2 separate regions of the Acanthopagrus latus genome follow, and region 2 is linked to region 1. A link is a contact called in public Hi-C data. All regions are on one chromosome and are shown on one strand. Each heading gives the region's core, a stretch centred on a gene start, on an enhancer-like site or on the middle of the called end of the contact. The rest is flanking DNA. Distances are from core to core; before and after follow the strand shown. Region 1 holds the start of dnajc7 (dnaJ homolog subfamily C member 7). Region 2 holds the start of dhx58 (probable ATP-dependent RNA helicase DHX58).

Region 1 (5,182 bases), core at 519-3,018:
GTCACAAAACAAAACGTTTATCATGTTATGTTAAAATGATGTGTTAATAAAGTTGCATTTTGATCATCATGACAAATATTACAATTTCAGAGTAACGATTACTGAGAATGATTATTGTTGCATCCCAATCTTCATTTTCCCTGAGAAAAGTATCAAAATCATGACGATGTCACATTTGTTGGGGTCTGAACCAAATAAACATATTTTCTTACATCTAGCAAACAAGATTTGAAGACAAGGGCATCTCTGCAGAACTATAGTACTTCATTATAATACTGTTCTGTTGCATGTTTTCTATTTATTAAAACATTGATATTGCCAAATTACAATTTGATTGATATTTCATTGAATTGTGCTTGCCCAAAAATGGAAGAAGAAGAGGCCTGCTTATGAAAAATGTATACTCCAAAACAACACTCAGAACAGGATATACTTAACAGTATACAGTAAAGTACAGAAGTACAAGAGTAGATTTCTCCATATATAGAATGTAGCAGTTTGTTTCCCACCACCTGCCTTCATGAAGGAGTTATCTAGTCGTACTGCTTGCTGGGAATCCTCTAAAGCCTCTCTGTACCGACCCAACATCATTAGTGTCGCTGCCCTGTTTCCGTAGTAGCTTGCATTCTTCGGACACATGTCTGTATAATAAAATAAAACAAAAAGTTACTGATATCCTATCAAAGACAGATCTTGTTTTCTCATGCAAACACAAAATCAATATCACCCCATCAAGCCAAGTTATGTAGGCATAATTACCTATGGCCTTGGTGTAATAATTGAATGCTTCAGCGTAATCCTTCTTGATATAAAAGGCATTGCCTTGCTCTTTGAAGCCCTCTGCTTCCCTGTGTAAAGATGGGCAGTAAGACAGATACAATAATGGCAAAAACTAAGATCAGTTCTGTTATGGACAGATCATGACTGTACAGCTGTGTGACAGTCAGCCGGCTGGGTTTGTCCGACACGACTTCTTCTTTGCAAACATTATTCTATTAACTTAAGTCCCGTCTGAGTACACATGCATAGTAACATGTCAACAGAGCATGTCCAGGACTGTCAGTGGACGCATGCATTTCAGAGAGCTTGCTGGCCTGAGTTGGCTAAAGATAGAAATAGCCAAAGCAGCAGGGCAGACGTGCCAATCACACACGTAGTTATTTTGTGAAGCAAAGAGGGAGCAGAGCCAGGAACATATGACACCATGTTGTGGGCCACTGCCATGACTTTTTCTGGAAGCCTTTCATCTTTTACATCACGACCACACTGTGACTTCATGGTGTCATTATCTAGTTCGCCAGCTACTTCGAATATCGCAATGTTGTTCACGCAGTACTCTCGGCCAGATCAATCGACTTTTACACTCGACGGGCAGATTTGAATGTATCATGGTGTGTCTGACAGCGAGCCAGACAAATCCAGCACATCCAGCTGAGTGCAGGGCAACCGAGCTAAACACGATCCAGGGCAGCTAGCTAAACAGTGAGCGGTAGCGCGCTACTTCGCTTTCATAGCGCGACGAGAAATGTCACATGTCACTGTCTTTGGATGAAACATGTCAGCATGATTCTCAATTACAGAAGTGTTTCGGTCGCTGACAACAGAGGCATATCTAGTATTACCTTTCTAATTCTTCGTCACTTAGCAGTTCCATGTCAGGGTCCATATCGCAGTCGTCCGTCGCCATTTTGCCTTGAATGAGGAGGGGCGGGGCCACATCTACTGCAGAAGTTACGTACAGTGTAAACAGGAAGTAGCCCGTTAGGTAAGAAGAACAGTCTTCTTACAGGTAAGAATATCCTCATAGTTCAAACATATCTCTCTACAGGTAGACAATTTTGACGTATATATTTTATGAAAGCACACGTTTTAGCCGTGTTAGTCACTTTCAGATGGCATTCGCTACTTGGTACGCAATATCGTGGCTCTGTAGCTCACCGAAAGCTAATGCTAAGCTAATTCCTGACGTTAGCATAGTCGTTACTGTAATATATTGTGTCAGAAAGACATTTCCTATGTATGCTGTCTAGATCTTCGTCTCTCTAAAACAACAGTTGTCAGTAACAAGACTCAGATCTATTTTAACTGCATTGCTACTAGAATGTGCAGCACATTGCGAAGCTGTGTATTTACTCTGTAACGTGCCGTTTATAAAGCTTGATTCAACAGTTTCCTATCTCTGTATCTTCTCTCCGAAAAACAGAATTTCTGACCCGAGAGTGAGTCATGGGAAAAAGCTGTAAAGTGGTTGTGTGTGGCCAGGCTGCTGTTGGCAAAACGGCAGTTTTGGAGCAACTACTGTATGCCAATCATGTTGCAGGTATATCTTATTTACAGCAATACCGTGTATGTCTTACTTAATGAAGCGTAATAAAACACGATTAAATGTTTTGAGGTAATGAGCTGGTTTACAATGAGGACCTGCTATCACAAACTACACAATTAGTGATATAGAGCTTTGAGATAGGAACTTAGAAGAACAAAAACTGTGACTGGTAATTTCATGATTTGTAGATTGAAATATATCTTAGTACATTCTAATTTATAAAGTTTACTTGGTATTAAAATTAGACTGGGATACTCACACCCTGTCGTGCAAATTGTATTGCTGTTTGTCTTAAGTAAGGTAATAAAATAAAAGTAAACGAATCAAGCAAATGTCCTGTATGTGTGCAGTATATCACTCTGTATGTGCTTGTCTTTGTTTTCCCACTGTTAGGCTCAGAACCCATGGAGACCTTGGAGGACATCTACATTGGATCCATAGAAACTGACCGCGGCACAAGAGAGCAGGTCCGCTTCTATGACACCCGAGGACTCCGTGACGGGATGGAGTTTCCTCGACATTACTACACTTTTGCCGACGGCTTTGTACTTGTCTACAGCATTGACAGTAAAGAGTCCTTCAAGCGGATGGAGGCCCTCAAGAAGGACATTGACCGTCAGAGAGACAAGAAAGAGGTGAGGACTGAATACATTTACAGTGTATATGTGTGAAGGCTGATTTGGGGCAATTTATATACAGTTTGTTGTTGTTTCCTCCATCGATGTTGAGCTAACCTGTTGATCCCTATTCCACAGGTGACCATTGTTGTGCTTGGTAACAAGCTGGACAAGCAGGATGAGAGAAGAGTTGATGCTAACCTGGCTCAGAACTGGGCAAAGAACGAAAAGGTGCGTCTATGGGAGGTGTCGGTGGTGGACCGGCGCACGCTGATTGAGCCCTTTGTTTACCTGGCCAGCAAAATGACCCAGCCCCAGAGCAAGTCCACTTTCCCCCTCAGTCGTAATAAGAATAAGGGCAGTGGGTCTACAGATAGCTGAGTGAACAGACACTGTATTTATGTTCAAGAGGGAAGAAAAAGGGAGAAGAGGTGTGTTGAAGGGAGCTTAGTTTTGCTAATGATCAATTTTGATACAAAGGATCAAAGAATGTTGAGGAGTGATAATGAAAGAAAAGGCAGAATGATTGTATGGATATTTATATACAGTGAGAACTGTTCCTATTGGCATCTATATTTGATGTTTTGGTGAAATACTACTTTTCTTATAAATGAGTAAAATGCTGATTTTTGCCACATTAGCTCAGAAATTAAAAGCTAGGGATTTTTATTCGTCATTCCCCATTTTATTAGGTTGGACTATGACCAAACTATTCACCCACATTCTTCACAGTTACCACTGTTGATATCAGCAGTCATATTTGGACCCTCATAATGTAGTTTTTTAACTACTGACAATCAACATTTGGATCTCAGTTTTATAACGTTTTGGACTCGTGGCGCTCCCTGCATAGATCAATTAGGACCTAGCACTTACGTTCACTGGCTATTATTTTATTTACATGTACGCTGCATGTAAATACACAGAGTGAATCATGAATTGCAGCAGGCACTCGTTTTAGCTAACTACATGGTCACACAAATGCTGAATTCCAGATCTTTTACGAGGTGAAGGGTTTTTATTGATAGATTATTGATGATGCCAGTTACTTTTCTGTTTGTTGATCTGGAGATTCGTTACACTACATATCTTCTTTGCTTAGACTCAGTGTTGGATGTTGTAGAGTGAATAATTGACATTCCTTATCACATATTGCTGTTAGCAATTAAGATATGAGATATAAGATGTTCAGACGGAAGGAAGTTTCTGCAGGCTCAGGTGCTACTTTTTTCTGGTTTGCATCACATGACTTAAAGCACTCTGCATTGTAAAATGCCAATCACGACTCATCATATGATCAGTTAGTTACTGCTGAAGTTGAAGCTCGTATGTTTTTTACTGAGCTGTAAAATAAAACCCTAAATTATGACCATTGAACTGTTTTTTTCAGGGTGCAACTTGAGTCAGACAATGAGCAGCTTTTGATTTGTTTCTTTTATTGAAAAGAGGGCATGTGTTGATATTGTCTTGAATATTCATGTTTGTGCCTGTTCTATCAACACTATGTATCAAATGTGCAACTTTTTTGTGATGTCAAGCTTTTATGTATTAATATCCATAAAATGAATTCACTTGATATTTGTTTGCATGTTTTGTAAACAAATTAAAGGATTTTTTTCTGTGCCTAAACAGAATCTTTGGTTCTTTAAAAACATTAATGACCTTTTTATTTCAGTGTACATATTATTGTTCATTTGATATTTCTTCAAATGTCACAAAAACAATTTGGTCGATTGTCTCTGTCACTTCTGACCTTCTCACATGTGAAGGACAAGACACATGGGTGTTTTATTGACAGAAAAGCTCCGATCCAGTTAAAAAGCTTCAAATAAACTAAACCACAAGCACAAGCACTGATTTTTGGTTAACTTACACTGTAGTATGTTTTATGGCCAGTAGATGTCTCTGATCTCCTAGTAAAACAATTTCTACTTCACATGTTTTATGGAAAGTGATCATGTGTTTACCAGTCATTTACCTTGGGATCTTTGCTTTAGACTGCCACTGTGGTGCCAACAGTCTTTAAAGCAGTACATTGAATTTGATAATTTGATGCACCTGTCAGTAATAAATGTGCTTGTTGGTCTATAAGACAGACAGAAACAAAATAACAATAAATGTGCTCAAATCATAAAATAATCATCTGTAGAAATCACCTTGATAATGAGCTTCCTGTCACATTAACACTGACACGAGACAGTCAGTTCAGACACTATGCCACACGATAAGTCTGTTAAAA
Region 2 (5,420 bases), core at 649-3,148, 170 kb after region 1:
GCCTTTTCCAGGGTCTTTGCACCTCCTGTTCCTGGTGACGCAGTGAGACCCAGGATCTGTGGCAACGGTCCCTCTTTGCTCAGCTTTTTCTCCACGTAGCATCCCATCACCTTGTTGTAGACTGACTCCTTGTGGGTGTGGTGACACTCGTCGATTATCAGAAGAGTAATATCTGTTAGGAATTCATCAAGGGTTTGATCTCTGTCTGCTGATCTTAATGTCTGTATTACGACACTTAGAAAACCTACAGCGTCATCATAATCAGGGATGTGAATGCTCATTTTTACTGACCTGAGAGCTCAACGTGTTTGGTTTCCTCCGTGTTAGTCAGAGCATTGTACAAGATCTGTGCTGTGCAGATGATTACGTCATTGTCCTGCACAACTTTCCCGAAAAAGTCCTTCTCCTCACTCTCTCCACTGACCGGCACCAGGGCGTAGTCATGGCGCAGGTGTGGTTTGAACTCTTTGGTGTAGTGCTGGTCCACAAGGTGAACCTTCAGTGTAAAAAGACATTAAAAACAAAATATCATGTTTAACTGTTGCTCTGAAAGTGATTTTGGACTGCCTGTCGTGTCTGTTGTGTGCATTCTGTGTACCTTGTTAACCAGGACCACCACCTTGGCGTTACGTGTGGTCTCCAGGTGTCTTTTGGCCACATACACCGCAGCACGGGTCTTTCCACCTCCAGTCGGCAGCCAAATAATTATGTTCTCTCCTTGAAGAGCCTGTTCGACCACTTCCTCCTGGTATTCATACAGTCCAAAATCTGCCATCCTGAACTTTCCTCCTTTGAGACAATAGATCATAATTACAGAGACTCAACATATTACACGGAAGAACCAGTACATCCAAAACTCATTAATGCTTGAAAGTCTGAGAGAAAACAAACAAGCCTGCTGTGAGACAATGCTGAGTCATTGCGTTTAATGCTATTCGAAATAAAATAAGCCTTTATTAACTCACCAGTCAGCTGTGTGTGTTTGCAGCCTCTCCTCGTCCTCTGTCAACTCACAGTGGAGGTGGAGGGCTTTTTATTTCAGCTGCGATCAGCTGTGTGACGCGAAGACACGGAAACGAAAGTAAAGGCACTCTGAACCCAAAAAGCTGGCCCCACACGGGGAGGCTCTGGAGTAACAACAGACAGGCCACATTATGCAGTGTCAGATGTAACCCTGATGTAAACAGGCCTTTGTCTAAGCTTATATTTATATCTTATCTACTGTATATACAGTAATTACTATATTAGCCCCATACAGCTGGGGTGTTATGTTGAGGGCTTCCTGAGTTTTTGCATTCACCCTGGCAGTGCCCGATCCATTGCTCTTCATTGCATCAGGAAATTAAAACCTACAGTTGTCTGTGTTGATATTGGAAATCCCCATAGCTGTTTGAATGTGAGCTAATGTGACTTGATGTTTTCTGCCCTCTGGTTATTCACCAACTGACTTCAGTTGCAAGTCAATGTTTCACACGACTTAATTACAGTAAATCTGAATTTTGGAATATCAGTGAAGCTGTACTGACAAAACATGGTGCAACAAAACAGCATTATAATGAGGAACTGTAGTGCTGCAGAGATATCATGGCCTACAAATGTTGTTCTGCAGATGTAAGAAGTTTGTTTGCTACAGACTAGGAGGGACAGATTGTCATTCTGGCCAATCAGCTGATTCTGTATTAATCATTTTTCGTGTGTGATTGCCGATACAGTGTAAAAATGCACTACTCTGATGCAGCATCCTCTCTGTAGAGTCAATACTATGAGGTCTCACTCAATGTCCCGTCCACAACACTGTCTGATTGCTACCATCTCACAAGTAATGGCCTATTAACACTGAATTACCTCAATCCGAGAAGTTGTAGCAAATGATGTAACCAGAAATATTCAATATTAATAACCTGGAAACAAATACAGAAGTTCTATACTTACTACACATAGCAATATATTAAATAATCAAATATTCCTTGCTCTGCAGAATTATCAGAACTGCATAATTATGAACTAGCATATTTGAAACGGGCACTGCACTGGTATAAATAAAATCAAAAATAGGTAAATAGGCATCAAGTGTGCATGTAAAACTATGATTTTACCATTAGTGACTCACACAAGTTGCTTCTGTACAAAATCTCCTTAAGGTTCATCATGTGGTTTAAGGTGGGGTTTTTAAACCAGTTCAGATCAGCTGTGGCATGCAGAGAATAAAAAACAAAACCTCTGCTCACTCTGCCAGGAGAAGGGGCCCACCGAGGGAGGCTCGGGAGGAACGACAGCTGCTCTTTACTATCTAGTGACAGAGGAGGCCAAAACTTTCCTACTTACACTAGCCCTTTATAATCAAGCACAGGTGATCCTACATTTATCTTAAACTGTATGGCAGGCTAACAGATGAGGTGTTATATGAAACTGTAGTGTAGTTTGTGCGCAACATACCTCAACTAAGTCCTTCTTACTTTTCATTACATCAGGAAAACGAAACCTATGCTGTGTTGTTATTGCTCCACACTCTAAAGCAGACACAGAAGAAATCTTAAGTAATCAAAGAACATTTTGCACAGATTAACCATAATACGCACCAATTTGAGCACAAATACTTAATAGTTCAGGGAAACTTTTTACCAATTAGATTTAGCCTAAGTAAGTGCAGTGCAGTTAACTAATTCTAGTTCTTCACAAGTCATAATGTGCCAAATTTAGTATTCTTTCAAAATGCCCACCAACATAACTGCAGAATTTAGTAAATGGAAATCCTTAAAAATTAGTCAATTCAAAACGAGTGCACTTTTACATGGTTAATTAATGCTGAGTTCTCGTCAAGTGATCAAGTTCACACTTGTCTGGATGAGAAAAAGAAACCTAAAGAAACTAACTGTCTATTTAGGAAATGTTTAATTTAAAAAAAAACTTTATTTTCATGAACAGTATTACAGTTACAGTAAATGGCATTTATACCATAACTAGAGACAGTAGCCATCCTCAAACAGGTGGAAAGTTTCACTCAGATTGACCCTCTTAAGAAAATCTGAAATGCAGCATTGGTAGATTGAGGGAGAAGTATGCAATTGACGACCCTGAATAATGCAACACTGACATCACATCAGTAATTCAAAGCTAGTCATGATTCAAGTACAAAATAAACACACACTCACACACACACAAACATACACAATTCAATGGAACATTCAACAAGCAGGCTCAACCAGCATTGGACAGTTGAAGGTTTTAACAGCTCATTACAATGTTTGTAACACTGTAAAACCTTCAACAACCGTGGCCAAAAGTTTCAGTTTTTCCGAGAGTTCAAATTGTAAACTGTCTGCCATGCATTAACATTGACACCCACTACAGCTTGTGTATGGTGTGATAAATAAAACCAGAGCACACTATGAGGACTTCTCGTTAGCTTCTCCCCCAACTCCTCCAGGTCTTTTCAACATAAAACTATCCAGTAAACCTGTGAGCACCACAACAATGTGGCTGGACACGAAACAGACTACTTAGCATATGTGTGTGGAAGTGACTGTGCAACAGAGTCTAGCAACAGAACAAATCACCTGCAAGCACGGTAAAAGCTCTACGTAAGTGTGACCTCTTACTAAATGGAATTAAACCCTGCCAGTGGAAAATGGTGTATAAACAATGTGTAGCATATTTACTGTACAAATAAGTATCTATATGTTGTTGTCAACATGAAAACAACAGTGTTTTCTTGAAGGCAACGATCGGGTAAAATATTTTGTTTAGCACACAAGTGCTGGAAATATTTGATGCCCAGTCCATCACTTGCTGTTTCTTGCTCAGTTATTCGCTGATGTTTTCATATTCTAAAATTTGCTTAGAATAAAGAATAATGCTAAAAACAATGTTGCCGAAGTCCAAAAAATAAATAATAGCATTTCTTCTGACCAACAGCCCAAAAAATATCCAAAGTTTCAACATAGACCGGAATGAAAAGAAAAAAATCCTCAATATTGAGGCGCTAATATCAGCAAATGTTCAGTATTTGCAATTAATTTAACAATTGCATTGATGTATTTCTCACCAGTTGACTACTTGAGAGTCAAAGTACTGCCCATCTTTCTGTGCCATGTGTTTAAAGGACTTCAACCCTCAAAGACCATTTATCTTAAAACCCATGATGATGGCTGGGATGTTCAAGTGTCTGTCAGTAACGGAAGGCAACGTGGCTTTAGGTCCCGAGGTCCAGTTTTCTGTGAAAAGAACTACACTACATATACATCTGCTCGAGTGACGGCTTCAAGCAAACTGGAATGAACAAATGTCATTAAATGTGACAAAACCAGGTCAATCATACTGTAAGTAATGGTGGAAAGTGTGGCATTGTTATAACTTGGACCTATAACTTTGGTACACTTAATGAAACATGTAAATGCAGATTATTAACTCACTGCGAGTACTGGAATAGTGAGGATGACAGAAGATTAATGTTATGGGGAAACATAATGCCATTTGGACACTTTGTAATGCTTTCCAAGCAACCCTCTTATGTTTGTCCAACAGTTCCCTTGTAAAATCTGTCAGTCATGTACATACCATTTTATTAACTCAGATATGACAATAGCTAACGATGTTTTCCTCATGATCTGCTCCATCTTGGTGTGTGGCTGACATAAAAGTTGCTCCTCGTCTGTTGAGAAGTCGTTAAATAATTCTGCGGCCAAGTTCACTTCTCGATCAGACCTCCATCTTTTAATTTGAAGTAGAAGAACTTCTCCAGGGTGCTGGCACACTTGCAGTACTCGCTGTCTGGAGGGTTGTACTCGCGACAGTTGGTGATGATTCGCTGCAGGTCGGCAATGAAAAGCTTCTTGGTCACATAGTATCTGTTCTTCAGTCTCTCCGTCATGGTCTTCAGGTCTGTGGGGACAAAAAGGAGACAACAACCATCGATGGAAATAAGTTTAAATGAATAATAATTTCATAATTAAAAAGAAAAGCTGCTGTCTTAACAATGAGAGGTTCACTGACCGATGGGAAAGCGGATGATCTCGTAATAATCTGGAGCCTCCGACTTTTTCACTGGTTCCATAAAGGGCCAGGCATCCGGATGAGTCTGTTGAGAACAAAGCCCTGGTTAGTCTCGTGTGTGTGTGTGTGTGTGTCTGATGTAAACAGATTCTTACCTTTATCTGGGCCAGAAGGTTCTTCAACATATTATGTAACACGTCAGGATCCTTCACCTCTTTGCTGCAAAAACATGTGGTACAAAAAATATATTAGTAAAATCACTTCAGTTAGACTATATGGCAAAGACAGCTGCTACACAGTCACTATATGTAGAATAGAGTTGCAACAATTAATCAGTTGGTTGTCAACTACTACAAAATTGCCCAAAAGGTCCAAATTCTGAATCCACTTTCTTAAATGTGAATATTTTCAGTTTTTTTTATTTTCTC

Evidence for each region. Hi-C and Micro-C count contacts between places; a contact is called where the count stands out from the background.
Region 2: a contact with region 1 is called in a Hi-C map of muscle, with 4 times the contacts expected there. The contact joins the promoter of dhx58 here to the promoter of dnajc7 in region 1. A contact is called at or near these places in 2 of 4 Hi-C or Micro-C datasets (both in muscle).

Annotation. Positions count from the first base shown.
Region 1 is chr23:17,706,221-17,711,402 of fAcaLat1.1, forward strand. dnajc7 (dnaJ homolog subfamily C member 7) reads right to left here and starts at 1,769. Exons shown (of 14, transcript XM_037087881.1): 1 at 1,623-1,769; 2 at 760-848; 3 at 517-641. The coding sequence starts at 1,687. All of the region lies in intron 3 of nkiras2 (NF-kappa-B inhibitor-interacting Ras-like protein 2), which reads left to right.
Region 2 is chr23:17,877,126-17,882,545 of fAcaLat1.1, forward strand. dhx58 (probable ATP-dependent RNA helicase DHX58) reads right to left here and starts at 1,899. Exons shown (of 12, transcript XM_037087871.1): 1 at 966-1,899; 2 at 599-789; 3 at 292-496; 4 at 1-172. The coding sequence starts at 775. It overlaps kat2a (histone acetyltransferase KAT2A), which reads right to left. Exons shown (of 18, transcript XM_037087868.1): 16 at 5,148-5,211; 17 at 4,993-5,077; 18 at 2,874-4,881. The coding sequence ends at 4,688. The region is part of intron 2 of LOC119013400 (a long non-coding RNA gene); the gene reads left to right. It overlaps LOC119013401 (a long non-coding RNA gene), which reads left to right. Exons shown (of 2, transcript XR_005072742.1): 2 at 611-960.